4 separate regions of the Mus musculus genome follow, and all the other regions are linked to region 1. Evidence: chromatin contacts called from public promoter capture Hi-C data. All regions are on one chromosome and are shown on one strand. Each heading gives the region's core, a stretch centred on a gene start, on an enhancer-like site or on the middle of the called end of the contact. The rest is flanking DNA. Distances are from core to core; before and after follow the strand shown. Region 1 holds the start of Scyl3 (SCY1-like 3 (S. cerevisiae)). Region 2 holds the start of Tbx19 (T-box 19). Region 3 overlaps Fmo4 (flavin containing monooxygenase 4). Region 4 holds the start of Fmo1 (flavin containing monooxygenase 1).

The links. Promoter capture Hi-C pulls out the DNA fragments that hold promoters and counts their contacts.
Region 2: a promoter capture Hi-C map of neutrophils shows a contact between it and region 1, with 4 times the contacts expected there. The contact joins the promoter of Tbx19 here to the promoter of Scyl3 in region 1. A contact is called at or near these places in 3 of 39 promoter capture datasets (hippocampal neurons, neutrophils and pre-B cells).
Region 3: a contact with region 1 is called in a promoter capture Hi-C map of the 3T3-L1 cell line, with 5 times the contacts expected there. The contact joins the enhancer-like site here to the promoter of Scyl3 in region 1. A contact is called at or near these places in 5 of 39 promoter capture datasets (the 3T3-L1 cell line, embryonic stem cells, hippocampal neurons and 1 more).
Region 4: a promoter capture Hi-C map of liver shows a contact between it and region 1. The contact joins the promoter of Fmo1 here to the promoter of Scyl3 in region 1. A contact is called at or near these places in 7 of 39 promoter capture datasets (the 3T3-L1 cell line, the SN4741 cell line, embryonic stem cells and 3 more) and 1 of 484 Hi-C or Micro-C datasets (embryonic fibroblasts).

The regions. Positions count from the first base shown.
Region 1 is chr1:163,928,074-163,931,814 of GRCm38.p6, reverse strand. It overlaps Scyl3 (SCY1-like 3 (S. cerevisiae)), which reads right to left and starts at 2,050. Exons shown (of 14, transcript NM_028776.5): 1 at 1,629-2,050.
Region 2 is chr1:165,158,959-165,162,699 of GRCm38.p6, reverse strand. Tbx19 (T-box 19) reads left to right here and starts at 1,927. Exons shown (of 8, transcript NM_032005.4): 1 at 1,927-2,334. The coding sequence starts at 2,138.
Region 3 is chr1:162,790,944-162,794,684 of GRCm38.p6, reverse strand. Fmo4 (flavin containing monooxygenase 4) reads left to right here. Exons shown (of 9, transcript NM_144878.1): 9 at 292-802. The coding sequence ends at 727. Among named protein-coding and RNA genes, the nearest start is that of Fmo4, 20 kb to the left of the region's middle. Within about 2 kb of position 1,749, at least 26 of the 459 cell types and tissues checked have an H3K27ac peak or open chromatin away from gene starts, as enhancers often do.
Region 4 is chr1:162,864,820-162,868,560 of GRCm38.p6, reverse strand. It overlaps Fmo1 (flavin containing monooxygenase 1), which reads left to right and starts at 1,951. Exons shown (of 9, transcript NM_010231.3): 1 at 1,951-2,322.

The DNA.
Region 1 (3,741 bases), core at 801-3,300:
CCCTGGTGTGGCTTGAGTGGGCCTACACTCCCTGAGACCAACGGACACTTCTACTCTGACCCCTGCTTCAAACACCAGTGAGAAGAGAGGTATGAGTTAGGGAAGGGTTCATTTGAAAAGTATGTGGACCTAGCCTGCATTTTTGGTTCACTACAAAATAAAAGTTTTCAAAATTAAACAATAAAGGAAAACCACAGCAGGTGAGTATCTTCTTGGCAGAAAAACCAGTTTAATTTCGTTAGTCCTGAAGGGATACTGCGGTCACTGAGATTCATGAGCCACGCTGGCAAAAGGCAGGGGCAATGGGCATTTAGCTTACTGATTTCCAATAGCAGGCCAAATCCTTGTTGGAATATTGGCCCTTAGATTATCTATTAACCCTAACTCAATGTTATAAATACGAACATAATACCTTTAGATTTGCAAAAATACTAGGAAGCTACCAAAACCAGTCATTTTTCACAGTGATAAGTCGCCTATGACCCTAAGGAAGAGCACCTTTAAAAAGGCAAGGCTCAGTTTCTACCGAAGCGAATAGGATGCCCTGTACAGAGCCCCGCGCCCAACACAGCAGGGAAAGGGCGCCGAGGACTGGATTTGAGAACACACAAGGCGGTCACTCTGGTTCTCCCCACGCCTGTATCTAAGAGGCAGGACCGCTGGCACCAGCAGTGTTTTACAACCCTCAGGACGGAGCTGAAAGGAGCTTATGGAAATGCAAGACATAAGGAACACTCCCAACTCCACGGATTTTTTCTTGGTTTGGGAAGTAAGAAGGGGACTATGAAATAGTGCCAGGTAGCTTTGAAAGTCACACGAAGGTAGAAAAGGATATTCTAATATGGCATTTTTACTGACTATACCACTTATACTTTCTATAATGAAACGTCGAGTTGACAGTCTAGGATGTGACTGTACACTTTAATCTATCTATGTCTTCCATCCTTCTCATTTCTTTGGCTTCAGGCGAAGCTTCTGAAGGGTTCCATTTGGTTTGGGAGCAGCACCTTGCCTAGGTATTCAACCACATACCACGTGTGCTCTGGGGGAAGTATGTCCCTTAGTTCTCCCGACAGTAGAGACTCTCTTCGGTTCTAGTTCCCTTCGCTTCAAAGAGCCAAAGGTTATGACTTGCCCGAGAGTCCTAAGGATATGTACTCGTTGGCACTTAGATACTGGGTGACAAATCTTACCAGCGGCCCTGTCTCGGCCACGTATGTTCCCTGTCAGGAACTCAACCGCATTGTGCTAGCTGACAAGCAAAACATGTAGTCTCTGTGGACTAAAAGTACTCCGAGGTGTGACATCAGCTCAGAGCACACACATGTCCCCCAACCCAGCAGCAGCAGCGATCCCAGAACTCAGCAAAAGCGACCTTGGGAGATGTTGTTGTCTTTTCTACACGTGAAGCCCGGGGGCTGAGTGTGGACGCTCGTCGGGGACCCTGCACCGCGCGGCCTTCCCGCTGGACTCCAGGCCCGGTCTCTCGGCCCTCCACCGGCCTCGGCCGGCGGGGCTCACCCGAGACGCCAGGCACAGGGGCACCCCGAACTCCCCGGGGCAGCGCTCAACCGGCCGCCCCGGCTCGCTTCCCGCCCCGCCGTCCAGGCCGCACGGCTCCCGGTTACCTGCGGGCGGCGGGAGGAGGCTGGCGGCTCCGCTCCCTCTTGGCCCGCGGCTGGCTCCGACGCTCAGACCCCGGCTCCTCCACCCACAGACACCCCCGAGGACCCGGCTCCGGCGGCTCTCCGAGGGCCCGGAAGCGGCTCAACAGCCGGGCCTTCAGTTCCTCCGACGCCACCACCGAGGCGCGAACCCGGAACCGAGCTAGAGCGGCCGCACAGGTGCTGCGAGGGCGCGGGCCCGGGTAGGTGTGGGCGCCAGGGGAGCCTGCGCCGCACGCCTGTTCCCGGCAGCCGGCTCTGGCGGCAGGGAAGCCTCTCTGCGTGTGTCTTCAGCCCGACTGCAGGGGCATCCCGGTTTTCATGTTTGGGTTTTTAACCAGCCGCTTTTGAGTTCATTTCCGCCCGAATCCAAAATGGCCACCTCTGGCTTCAGACAAGTAAGGGGGCGGGGAGGAGGAGGAGAGGAGTTTGGGGCTGAGCCAGAACTTTTCCGGTTGTGACTGCCCCCTCAGCATCCTGGCCACCAGGATTGGCCTGCTGTCAGAGAAGATATGTATGTATGTATGTATGTATGTATGTATGTATGTATGTATGTATGTATGTATGTATGTATTTAGTGAAGTCAGAAATCATGGCGATTAACGCTTGAGACTTAATTAAGGCTTAAGGTTTCAGATGGAAAACCTGGAATCATAATTCAGCGAAATAGTACAATTAGAAGGAATGTCACGCAAGACCGGAGAGGACCGGACAGGAGGGAAGAAAGTGAAGAGGAGAAAAGGGGAAGGGAGGAGAGGGGAAATAAGGATGGGGGGGGGGTGTGTGGGAAAGGAACGGAGGAAGAGAAGACTACACCTGTGATAGAATTACCAGCTCCAATATCCGCTGACTTCTTGTTCTCTTCGAAAGTTCACCTTCGTTACAATAACCGAAGACTAAATGATCAACCCATTTGCGTGTGGGAGGTCGCAGCCAGCCTCTGCCTTCCTGGTAAAGAATGTAGATAAAGTAACATCAGCTACCACGTCCTGTAAGGCAAGTCAGAATGAGACCAGGATTGTCTTGATCAATTTATTTTGTGCCTTTCTTTTCCTGGAGGAGTAGAATTGAGCCACTTCAACCAGGGCAAGAAATCCACTGGGAGGATGATGCATTCCTGACTCACATCTATGCTGTATCGTTCGCTCTGGGTGCTTGCTCGCATTCTCATCCATTCTTTGATCACTAATCCTAGTCCAGCTGTGGATGGGATCCTGGGTAGCATGTAGCCTGTTTTCTCAAACACGATGGTCACCTACTCCTCTAAAATTAACACTAGAAGACAGTTCCCTGCTGCATGTGTAAGACATGATTGGAAGGGACACACTCAATACTTCTACCATCTACTCACTTCATTTATCCTGGTGTCACTCAGGTTTCTAAATAAACCATCTCTTACATCTCTGCATTAAGATTCCAGATATTTTTGAGGCCACGGGTTAACTTACACATCTTACCCTCAATAGGGTATGTCAGTCATTCTGTCCAGCGGACATTTGATTCTGTAGGAAAAAGGACCAGTATTGTACAGGCACACACAGATTCAGTTACCCCGCCTGGAGTTGGGTGACAGGTGATATTGCTCAGGTGGCACATGGACACGGGCTGGAGATAAGTAAGCTCTGCCCCTGGCTTGCAGTTCACTGATTAAGCCAGGCTCTCTGTCCAGGGAGCCCCAGAATCCACCTGCCTTTGCTTCCCCAGTGCTGGGCTTCCAGGCATAAGAACTTGGATTCTAATGATCAGACTGAGGTTCCAAGCACCTTACTGACTGAGCCATCTCCTAATGCCCCTCCCCACAAGATTACAGATTATTTGCATATGAGCCTTTGTGAAGATTTTGGGCTCACTAGATTCTTATGCCTTTCAGCCTATTTGACCTATTTTGAAGTTACTCATTTTGGCAATGAAAATTCACTTTTTAACATCCTTAAAAACACCATTAATCTGCATTAGATATGGGAAGGGCATTATCTGTAGTATCTGTCTCTAAGTATGGGTTTCTGATTTAAATCCTCCCAATGCCAATCCAAGCGTGAAATGCTTCTTAGCCTCCAAGTGTACACCAATCACCTCA
Region 2 (3,741 bases), core at 678-3,177, 1.2 Mb before region 1:
TAAACGTATAGAACCGGAAATAATCATTCCAAGGGAGGTAACCCAGAGCCAGAAAACCAACTGCCACATGTTCTCTCTCAGAGATACATGCTAACTTTCAGGCTTTGATTACGTGACCCACTTGGGAAGGTTAGGAGGTATGGCCTCTTTCGAGGAGGCATGACCCTGGGAGCAGGCTTTCAGATCCCTTCTTAAACCACACCTTCAGTGTACCTTTTTATTGTGTGAGGTGATATATGCTCTGTGGGTCAGGGTGTGGTTATCTTTCGGGTCAGTATATATCCTACCACGTTTTAAAATTATAAATATGTATAGAATTGCAACATCAATTTCCAAATAAAGTGTGGCTCTGCTTGAGTCCCCATCCCCCTCAGCTTCTTTGCCTCAGTAAGTGGACTAATTCATCATGCTAGACATTGGTTCCCTCATACCCAGTTCAGTGCTGCCCACATTTCCCCCTTGAGCAGTGAGTCCTACTACTCTGCCCTCTAGCAGGTCCCTGCCTGGTCCTAGCCATGACTACTGGGTCCCCTCTTCTGGATACTCAACTTTCTCTGTGTCCTTTCCGTCACTGTTGAGATGCCTTCTCAAATCGCCTTTCTACAGCACAGCATCTAATCAGGACCCTCCCCACCCCAGCCCCGCCTCACCTTGCATGGCTTCCTCCACCACTTCGTCCTTTTGCATGATCTTTATTTTCTTACCGTGGCTGATAACCAAACTACTTCATGTCACTTCTTTCCCCTGTCAGATGGGTCGTTCTACGAAGATATCGCTTCTCTTCTATCACTTCTGTGGAGTGCTTAGTAGGTACTCAGTTCATGTTTGGCATCCTCCACATTCAGACTCCCCCTAAGTTTTCTGCTTTTATTTCCCCATTGCTCTGACATTCTTGTTTTCTTTTATAACAAGATAAACCAGCACCCTAGGCTCTCCTAGGGTTGGGGTGTTCCAGCTGTTTTGATGGTCTCCTTCATGGTTTCTACCTCCCCATCCAGCCACCCTGTGCTGTGTCTTTAGGAGAAGTAACCGTTTCTACTAATTACATCCTCAGGGAATAGCGGGACTCAATCCGGAAGGACAGCGTTGGCCACGGCTGTCCCAAAAGAGAACTGGGAGCCTTTTTGGACCAACGATTAGCATCACTCAGTCCAATGATGTAAAACGTTGATTCCCACCCAGGAGGCGCAGAGTTTTTCTTAGAATAGTTCAGGACAAATTACTTTCCCCCTTCCTTTCACTAGGACTGGAGATAAGAGAGACTAGGGGTCTGGATTCGAGGGAGGAAGATCAAAGTTCAAAGCTGAAAATGAAAAGGACCTTAGAGGTAAAAAGGGTGTGAATGTGGGTGGGTACAGTCAGTGGGGAGATGACAGAGGAGCTCCCTAGGGGAAAGAGGTCTGTAGTTCTTTTCCTCCTGACTTCAGTTTCTTGAGTGTAGCATGCAGAGAGACTTCCTTTATTCTCAGGTCTTGTATCTTGGCACAGAGCCCTTCACCCTCAGCATAGACTGCTCTTGTCTGCAGGGCTTCTGTGTCTGTTCAAGTTGCTAGATCAGGGTGGAGGGAGTTCAGCTGACTACTCTGCCAGGACAGCTTGCCCAGACAGCAAGTTTGTGGCTCCCCTGCCAGCACCTCCTTTTCTATAGGTGCCACATGCCACAATTTATACGCAGACATGATTTGACTGATTGTTGCAGTCCGGGCCTGGAATAATTTTAATTAACGGGAAAACGGTCCTCAATACACCGATTAGACCTCTTCAGGTACAACAAGATAAAAGCCTGATAATTTGGATGGAGTACTCTTCTTAAACGTCTACTGTAGGCAGGGCGGCCAATGGGAAAGCCAGGCTGACTCCCACCTGATCCAGTGAGTAATTAAGAGAGCGCTTTTTCTTCTCCACCTCCCCCCACCCTCTCCTCCCTGCTCCCCAACTGAAGCTTAACAGGTTGGTGGTATAATTTGGAGACTTTCAGGGGTGTCACACTGGAAGCTTTAGCAAGAGCCAAGGCATCTTATTCTACTCCCAGACACTGACCAGCTGGGGTCGAAAAGCCAGCAAGTGAGGGAAGGAAGGAGCCGGAGGCAGAGAAAGTGGGAACGGCTCTCAGCAAAGTTTGAAAGGGTCTACAGCCATGAGTGAACTGGCCACACAGAAGGCTGGCGAAGGCACTGTGTCTCGCCTGCTTAACGTGGTGGAAAGTGAGCTCCAGGCAGGGAGGGAGAAGGGAGACCCTACAGAGAAGCAACTTCAGATCATCCTGGAGGATGCTCCCCTCTGGCAGAGATTCAAGGAAGTCACTAATGAAATGATCGTGACCAAGAACGGCAGGTGAGTTTGACTGCAGCCCACTTGTGCTAGCCTTTGCTTGGCGAGGAAGGTAAGACACCTTTGGTAGTAAAGAGGCTACCACTCTTCGTTCAGAGGCAGCAGGCTCTGAACATCTTAAAGACAGTCTCGGCTGGCCGTCACTCAGCCAACTTAATTTCTTTGAGATAATCAGAGCAGTGGAAGATGGAGGCCACCTGTCTTACCTACATGTATTATATGGGGAATTATTTTGCAGGGGAGCATGCCCCATGCATTGGGGAAGTGGACTCAACTGTCAGAAACTGGTATTAATTTTTGAATGACTGTGTCCCCTGGAGCAGACCTGTGTTCAGTCCTGTTCAGATAATGTGAAAGTTGACTTTATTTGGAAACTGGATAGTTTGTTCTTAAGCACAGCACACCTGTCTGTCAGACGATTTTGACTAGTTGAAGACTGGGATTGAAAGGGCCACATGGCCTATCTCTCTCTGCCTGCTTCCTTGTGCATGTTGAGGGAGAATGAGTTTCGATTGTGTGTTTCACATAGTTAGGAAAGCTGGCGTATAATAGGGAATGAAGCTCTAATGCCCAGTTTTAGGAAAGAGAAGTTTTCTTCTTTCATTCTCCCTGCAAAGAGTGGGGATTGTCCATACCGCTCCCTGCTGGCATTTCTCAGATCCTGTGAAGCTTAGCCTGTTAGGCGCCTTTGAGGGAACTTTAAAGCTTGAGCTTAGCAGAGGAGATGCAAATGTTTTGAAAGAGACTCCCACTGCATGCTCACACATCTTTGGGTACCTATGGACACAAAGTACCCGAAGGACATTTTCAGTAGTGTTAGTTGAGCCCAGACTCTTTTTCTTACACCTTGAGAGAAATTTTGCTTAGAGAGAAAAGTTGAAATTAGCTGAACCTCAGGCTGACTTTTGTCGTTGATAAAAAGCCTTCAATTTCTGGTGTCTTAGCTTTGTAATTATGAATAAAACACAGCAACGAAAGAGAGCTGTCCCTTGTACAGCTGGGAGGATTATGAACGTGAGAGCTGTTGCATGACAATAAACTACTGTAAGACAAAGTTATACAGTAAACACACACATTTTATACACTGCGATCACAGTAGCAAAGCTACCAACCTTGTGTAAAAGTGACAGTCTTTTACTTTCCACACAGACTCCCATGTGTGTACTATACATTTATGGCTTTGAATATTTGAAAATTTAATTTCACACGTTTCTTTTCTTTGTATAAAATATTTTTAATTTCAAAGGTCTACCCCACATTCTCAATCGGATTCGGTCCCTTCCAAAGATGAGCGCAGATGCACTTGTGACTCGCAGCTGTCATGTGGGGAGCACTCTGTGTGTGTTGGGTTACTGAGTCACCACGCCGCTAGCTACGTTCCATTGTTTGACCCTGTACGATGATCTAAAG
Region 3 (3,741 bases), core at 500-2,999, 1.1 Mb after region 1:
CTTATTTGGACAGACCAGGCTTTAGCCTCGTGTCATGCTCAAACACCAAAAGCCACGTCCTAAATGCTTCCCTTCCTACCTCCTATAACAAAGAACTTGCCCTCGCAGCTACACTTGCTAAATAAGCCCCCCTTGCTATTTCTTTCCAACTTAGAAAAGCATTCCCAAATGAAGTTTGATCCTAATACAGCAGTAACAAAGAAGTACGGTAGGGAGTTGATCTTATAACTTGGGAGATGCAGAACAGGGGGTGGGTGGCTAATGACTATTATTTGCCATTTTTGCCCGTAGGGGTGTGATTAAAGATACCAGCCAAGACAAACTGGACTTCATTACCTACATGGACGAGCTCACTCAGTGCATAGGCGCGAAGCCCAGCATTCCACTTTTGTTCATTAAGGATCCAAGATTGGCTTGGGAAGTTTTCTTTGGACCATGTACCCCTTACCAATACCGCCTAGTGGGCCCTGGAAGATGGGATGGAGCCAGAAATGCCATCCTGACACAGTGGGACAGGACTCTGAAACCATTAAAAACTCGAATTGTTCCTAAGTCCCCCGAGCCTACCTCCCTCTCACATTACTTAATAGCTTGGGGGGCACCTGTCCTGCTTGTCTCTCTTTTACTTATCTACAAATCTTCACATTTTCTTGAATTGGTACAAGGTAAGCTACCGAGAAGATTTCCCCCTTACCGATTACTGTGGTACATGCCCCAGAACTCATGAGTTGGTCTCCAGTTTACCAATGGAGGAAGGTGTCTGGGACACCCTCTTTAAACAGATTGGTGCTGCTCTCAACACTGGATCACTCTCAGTAGGGCAGGTTGTCATAAAGCAAGGCTGCCTCTGATCTCATCACGTTTTTTGTGCATTTATTTGTGCCCTTTGAACTTTCTACCATGTAATGACATAGAACAAACCTCTCACTAGAAGCTGTCACTGTATCCTTGAGCCCTCCAGCCTCCAGAACCATAAACAAAATTTACCCATTTCATTCATTCTATTGTGATGATGGGAAATGATCTGAGATGCCTCATTACTGATTGCTAAAGATTAATATGATTGCTTGTGAGGGCTGCACTAAGCCATGAGAGTTCCCCCTCAAGTATCTTGGGCATGCCTACTCTCTTCCCATAGTGTCTTCCAAGTTCATGCCTCACTGGCATGCCCATAGGCCAACCTATCTAGGCAATTACCCGCTGAGAATCTATTTCAAGATTATTTTAAGTTATGTAAAGCTGACAATTATAAAATACCTATCATGCGTAGAATCACACGACTTTTTGTTTGAGGGACTGTGGAGTTTTGTGGGGTCTGGTGTTTCAGGAGTATTTTGGTTTTGGTTTAAGATGAGGTCTCAGTATATGGCTTTGGCTGGCCTTGAACTCTTAAGGAGATCTTCTCACCTCTGCCTGACTGCTGTAATGTAAAAATATGTGCCACCAAACCCAGCTGTCACTTGATGTTTTGTATCTTATAATAAATGATGGAGCCTTCTCAGTTGTCATTATTTTATTCTAAACATTACTTAATAGAAAGCATAGCTAAGTAAATATTTGATTATTGGATGAATAAGTAGTGACTTCATTGACTAACGTTTTTCTTCTGACTCCATCTGTCCTTGTTCTCCTGCCAACATAATCCCTCATCCTCAATTAACTTAGCCTTGTAAAGAAACAAGGACACTCTATTGAGGATGACTGTTTAAGTAAAAGGCAATCCATGGGGCAATTAGAGGAACAATAACTGCTGGGTCACTGTGACACAAGTATGCTGCTAAGGATGACTAATCGGGAGGAAAACAGACTAACCAGAACTAATGAGAAGGAGACCTGGATTTTGATACCAGCTCCCTTGTGAGCTCTGGAGCCTTGGCCAAATTACTTAGCCTCCGTGACCTCAATCTGGAAAATGGTGGCACTAACCACCGGCACCTTACAATGAGCACTGCCTGAGACATGCAGAGTATGTCATTCAGAGTAAACTAACTGCTGGTTGTTTCAAACATTCCATCCTCTGAATTAAAAGATTAGAAAACTACCACTATTTCCTGTTGCTGTTCCTACGGTATAACCAGGTGTGGCCTTTGCTTCCCACAGTTCTCCATGGCAACGCTTTCCAGCTAGTATTGTCCGTGGATTCCCCCATCACCATTCGCTCCAACATGCAACAGCAAGAGAACATTAACCAGGGAGGAACTGATTTCAAGCTTTAGCAGCATCCCTTCTTTAACAGCTGGTTAATGTGTCTAGGTTCTTACTGACAACTCCCCAGTACAAGGGGCACTTAATTTCAAACCTGCAAAACTAACTAAAGCTGACCACCATAAACAAAAGTCTTTGTCTATGCTATTGGTGTCTCTCACTGAGTCCTTTAGGAAGCAAGCAGACAAAGATGTATTTATTAGCCCACCATAACTTAGATATATACTATACTATATATTTTTCCTATATATAAATTTTCAAATAAGAAATCAAAGTGTCAGAGAAGTAATTCTTCTTTGGTCACACAGAAAATAGGAGTGAACCCAGAGATCTGAATCCCTAAAGTCCAGGCTATCTCACTGGCTTCCTTGAGAGGCAATGCCTTTGCCTCCAGCCATCTCAGCTTACCTGTCACTGAAGCCCCACATAGCACTATGTCATGGTCTCCTCCAGGGAGCCTTCCTTGCTTACTTTTCCTCCTCCTTGCTACTTCTACACTTTAAACAGATCTTTAAATATTGGGGGTACCACATGCCATGACTCCAGCACTCCAAGAAAAGACAGTAGCAGGAAATGCCCATCATAACTAACTGCATTTTAAATGATAATCAGAATTTCATAGTAAATAAGAGGCTTGATCAACAACATTAGAAATTAAACTAAAAATTATGAAAATAAGTGTGCTTGTCTTTTATTTAACAACATAGTAATTATAATTGGGATTGTCGGACAACAAGTAGTGCCTTGTGACAATTTACATGACAGCAACTTAGAACAATCCTCAGTCTCTCACTACTTTGAAGACTAGAATATAAAATGAGTGATTTTTTTATAAAGCTTTTATTACATTTATGTATTAGGCGTGCGCATGCATATGCTATGAGGCACGTGTGGAAGTAAAAGGACAACTTGTAGGAGCCTTGTGGGTCCCAGCATGTGGACCATGCTGGTTTTAGGGATCAAGCATCAGGACTTAGAGGCAAGCTCTTTACCTGCTGAGACATCTCTCTATCCCAAGATTAGTGATAATTTTAATAGTCAAAGTTTGATTTTTTTTTTTGCAAAGTGACTCAAACTTTAACTATCTCGTATTTTTGTCAATGTCTTTTGAAATGTCTATCATGTTGGAATATTTGCCAACTGTCTCTATGACATTTTTATTTTTTTTTTCTATATGGAGTTTCATCCCAACTCTGTAGCAAGAAACTCACTGTAGTCTCCCTTTCCTATCTGACCCCAGTCCCCAAAATCACAGATCTTCTCCCTACAACTCATTCCATTATCCTAGCCTCTAACACCAGCAGACATTCACTAGGAACACAACAGCTAAGCAGAACAGGGAAACAGGTAAGCTAACTGAAGTCCCTCACCACTCCCTCCTCCCTTCCAAATCCAATCCCTGTCTTATCCCCAGCTCTGCAGCAGAACAACCAAGAAGCTTTTCCTGGACCCCTGTCCACATAGCCTGTGGATTCCATAGCTCTTCCCTTTCTAAACTCCCTTCCCCCACCCCACCCCCAACTCACTGCTTTGTGC
Region 4 (3,741 bases), core at 702-3,201, 1.1 Mb after region 1:
ATGGTTTAAGGAGGAACTAGAGTATTGTATTATTAATGAAAAGGTTAGCAAGAGTGGAAACACTCTGGTGCTGGGTTATTCAATAGACCAGAATTGCACCTGGGCATATTCGCCCTTTCACCTGGATCCTATCAATAGCTGACTTTAGATAGGGCTGATAGTACCTCAGTTGTAAACTCTGCCTGGTTCCTGCCAGTCTTTATGTATGCATTTCTCTGTTTTATGTCAGATAACTTCAATGTACCTTGGCTGATGTGTCACTTAACTTCTTTGTTTTCTTCTGTAATATAAGTCTGATGCTCACTTTGAGACATTACGTTCAGATACAGCACTCTCTCTGTGTCAATGTCTGTTTGTCACTCTTTGCCAACTTCTTGCTCACCTGTACCAGTATCCTGGTTCCCCATGGGTTGAAGAACCAACTGAGTCCAGTCCTAGGCACTAAAGAAAATTTATTGGCTACCAATGTGGCTCACTTGACTAACAGGCTAGAGGCCTTTCTTCATCCTGTATCCTTAACTATAGGTGACTAATATTGATCCCTAAAAGCAGCCAGAATGGAAACTACCAGTGAAGGTCAGATGCCTCATTCATTTAATAATTAATAAAAGTCTCTGGCCAATTATGGAAATGAATATAGTAAAATGATCATGTTTATGATCACTCAGTAGCCTAATCTCCCTTATGTGCAGTTTGTCACCACCGGGGCCAAGTGACTCCTTTAGTGTTCTCCATGTACACACCAACGTAATTTGAATGCTAAACTTTGGACAGTAACCTAGTCCTAACTCTTAAGATGCTTCTGACTGAAGGTCACATTCAAAGGGACATCTGAGCTAACAGTCGTCCTGAAGGCTTACCTTATGGTCAAATTTAAGTTTTGAAATCCTTCAATGACTACCATCCTCAGAGCTTCAGGAGGGTAACTTGAACTAAGAACTCACAGCCAGCAATGTTGTCGACTTGCCAAGTGCTTAATGAGTCAGCAAGATCAGAGCTGAGCCGAACAAACAATCGGAATGTTTGATGTTCTATAGCATCCTCCAGAAGTGAAGTTACAGGCTGTGCTGAAATGGTTAAGAAAATATTTAGCCTGTCAAGAGCCTTTTACTGCCTCAGTCCACCAGTGTCTCTTGGAGTTTTCTTTTTCATGCCTGTAGGAATCTCTTCAATACCGAGGATCAATGATAAAAAAATAATTGAGCAATGTCTCTTGGAGTTTTCTTTTTCATGCCTGTAGGAATCTCTTCAATACTGAGGATCAATGATAAAATAATAATTGAGCAATGCATAACACTATCAACACCCTTATGCACCAGAGTTTCCTATGCGCATGACCATCTCACATAGATTACCTCATCTAACTCCACAATAACTATTTGAGGAAGCCATTGAATTACATATTTTTAATTGAGGAATCTGGAGCTGAGCAAAATCAAACATTTTTCAAAGATTACTTTGATAAAAAAAAAAAAAAAAAAAAAAAAAAAAAAAAAAAAGCTAGTGAACACATTAGAAGCCAGGACTCATGACTTCGAAGGCTATGTACTTCTCACACATCTGTCTTGCATTTCCCAAGCACCTGGACAATCATCTACAGTTAAAGGAGCTTTAAAATGTGTTTAATAAATGTAAGTAATGTGTGCATTTTAAAATAACAATTTTCTCTAAGTGAGAAATGGACCAAAAGTCTTAAAATGCAAGTTTGATGTAGCAGCTGTTAATATGATTGTGAATTTATGTAGCAGATGTTAATTTCATCCTTAGCCCAGGGAAGAATGAAATGAAGGATACCATTATAAGTACCCAATTTCATTTATAGTTTGCAAACAGAAGGATGAGTTTTAAGTACATATCACCAGGCAGTCTGTCTCTCAGCATACCACTGTTGCAAGTAATCAATTGAACACACAAACAACAGCTAACCTTCGGTTCCAATTTTTTTTCCTAACGCTTCTTATCTCTTAGACCAGGCTCATCCTGTGTGCAGGGAACTCCCAAACACTGGCTCAAAACAATTTTGATTGTTACTAGCTCTGGGATCCTAATTGTGTCAGGGCCACTGGAATGAGCAATTACAGCTACTTAGAGTCAGTAACCCCATAAAAATCTCCGATTCCTCTGGGTGAAGAAGGTGGAGCTGAGTTTTTCCTGTTTTTTCTTATTGTACATCAGAGAGGAGTCGTCTCAACAGAACACAGCTCCCTCCACGAGTGACCCTGGGGGAATTTTTCGACCATCCCTTGCTCCAACGTAAGGAACAGAACTTGAGACCTTGTCACAGGAACATAAAGTCAGATTGCTAAACTTCTGCATTTACTGGTAAGTCCTCTGCTGGATGAGTTATTAAGTGCTTCCCTCAGCAGCCTCTAGCATGGTATGAGTTAATGGTTTGTAAGGTATATCTACCACGTATCAGTATGTTACATTAACTGAAACAAAAAGCAAGCCTTTCTGAAAAGTTGACTAACTTAGGTTTGCACTTCACCAATTTTCTGTTTCTGTGTTTCCTGCTCTATTCTGTACTTGGGAATCAAATTTCTCGATTTTTGTACTATTTATAAATCTTATCTGCTAATCTTCAATCCACAAGTATCCAGATGAAGGCTTTGAGAGTCACTTCTACAGTTTAATTCCATATATTTTATGTAAGCATAGAAAACATGGGTCTCAATGCCCAGTTGTTTTCTTAGAGTCTTTACTCTCTTAGGGAACTTGTTATAACCTTGTAAGAGGCAGCATGTGTTATGTGGTAGATGGTTTAGGATTAGGCTTGAGGAAGTAAATGTCTGCTGTTAAGAGGTTACAAATCTCAGAACATACTCTTATTCCAGCCCAGGTCCCAATTATCCATCTGAATATACTACAAGTGCTAACGCTTGAACTGACACAACCCATTTAGGGATATGCTCTGATAGGGCAGTCTGTGCCTGTCAGTATTCTGAGATATTGGCACACACTAAAGAAGAATGTGGGGGTACCTGCCTGCGTGAATAAAGATGCCTTCCTAGTGAACGTGTAAGTGAGTCATACTGGTTAACTGATCCAGTGCTAATTACCCTCAGTTAGAGGATAATCTTCTGAAAAAAACAAAAAACAGTAAGGTCTCCAAGTCAATTTAAAACACACTCAAAAGGTAAGACTTGGATTAGAGGTTCCCAAACTTCCCAGGTTTAAAGTGATGATTTGCATGTCAGCAATTCCTTCACAGTTCCCCCAGGCCAAAGTTCCTGCTAAGTAGTCAAGCCCAAACAAATCTGTGCTTATGTTCTAACTGTTGTAGGCGGTTGTACAGATTGTAAAGAAATTGAAAGAAAATTCGTTTTTATTTCACTCATAATCACACTCAGTGTGGATTTATGGGGTGGCTGAGCGCTGTAGATTCTCAGATCTTAGGATCAGCTAAGACAGGACCTTCTCATGTGTTGTTCCTCATAGAACACTTTCCCACTTTTTATCATAGAAGCTGTTGAGCCCCTGCTTCATAAAACTGCATGGAGAGGACCCGGGGTGTGTGTGTGGGGGGGGTGTCACTGAATGGAACACAGCCCTGTCTCACGCTAAAACTATGACATGCTCCAGGCTCATGCCAGTATCCCAGCACTCTGGAGGTTGACTTGGGGGATTGGCAGAAGCTCAAGGCCAGCCTGGGTTACGTTGTAAGTCCAGACCAGTCTGAGATATAGTATGAGACCCTGTCTAATGCTACGGTGGTGAGGTGGGAGTGGGTTGGTGGGGCGG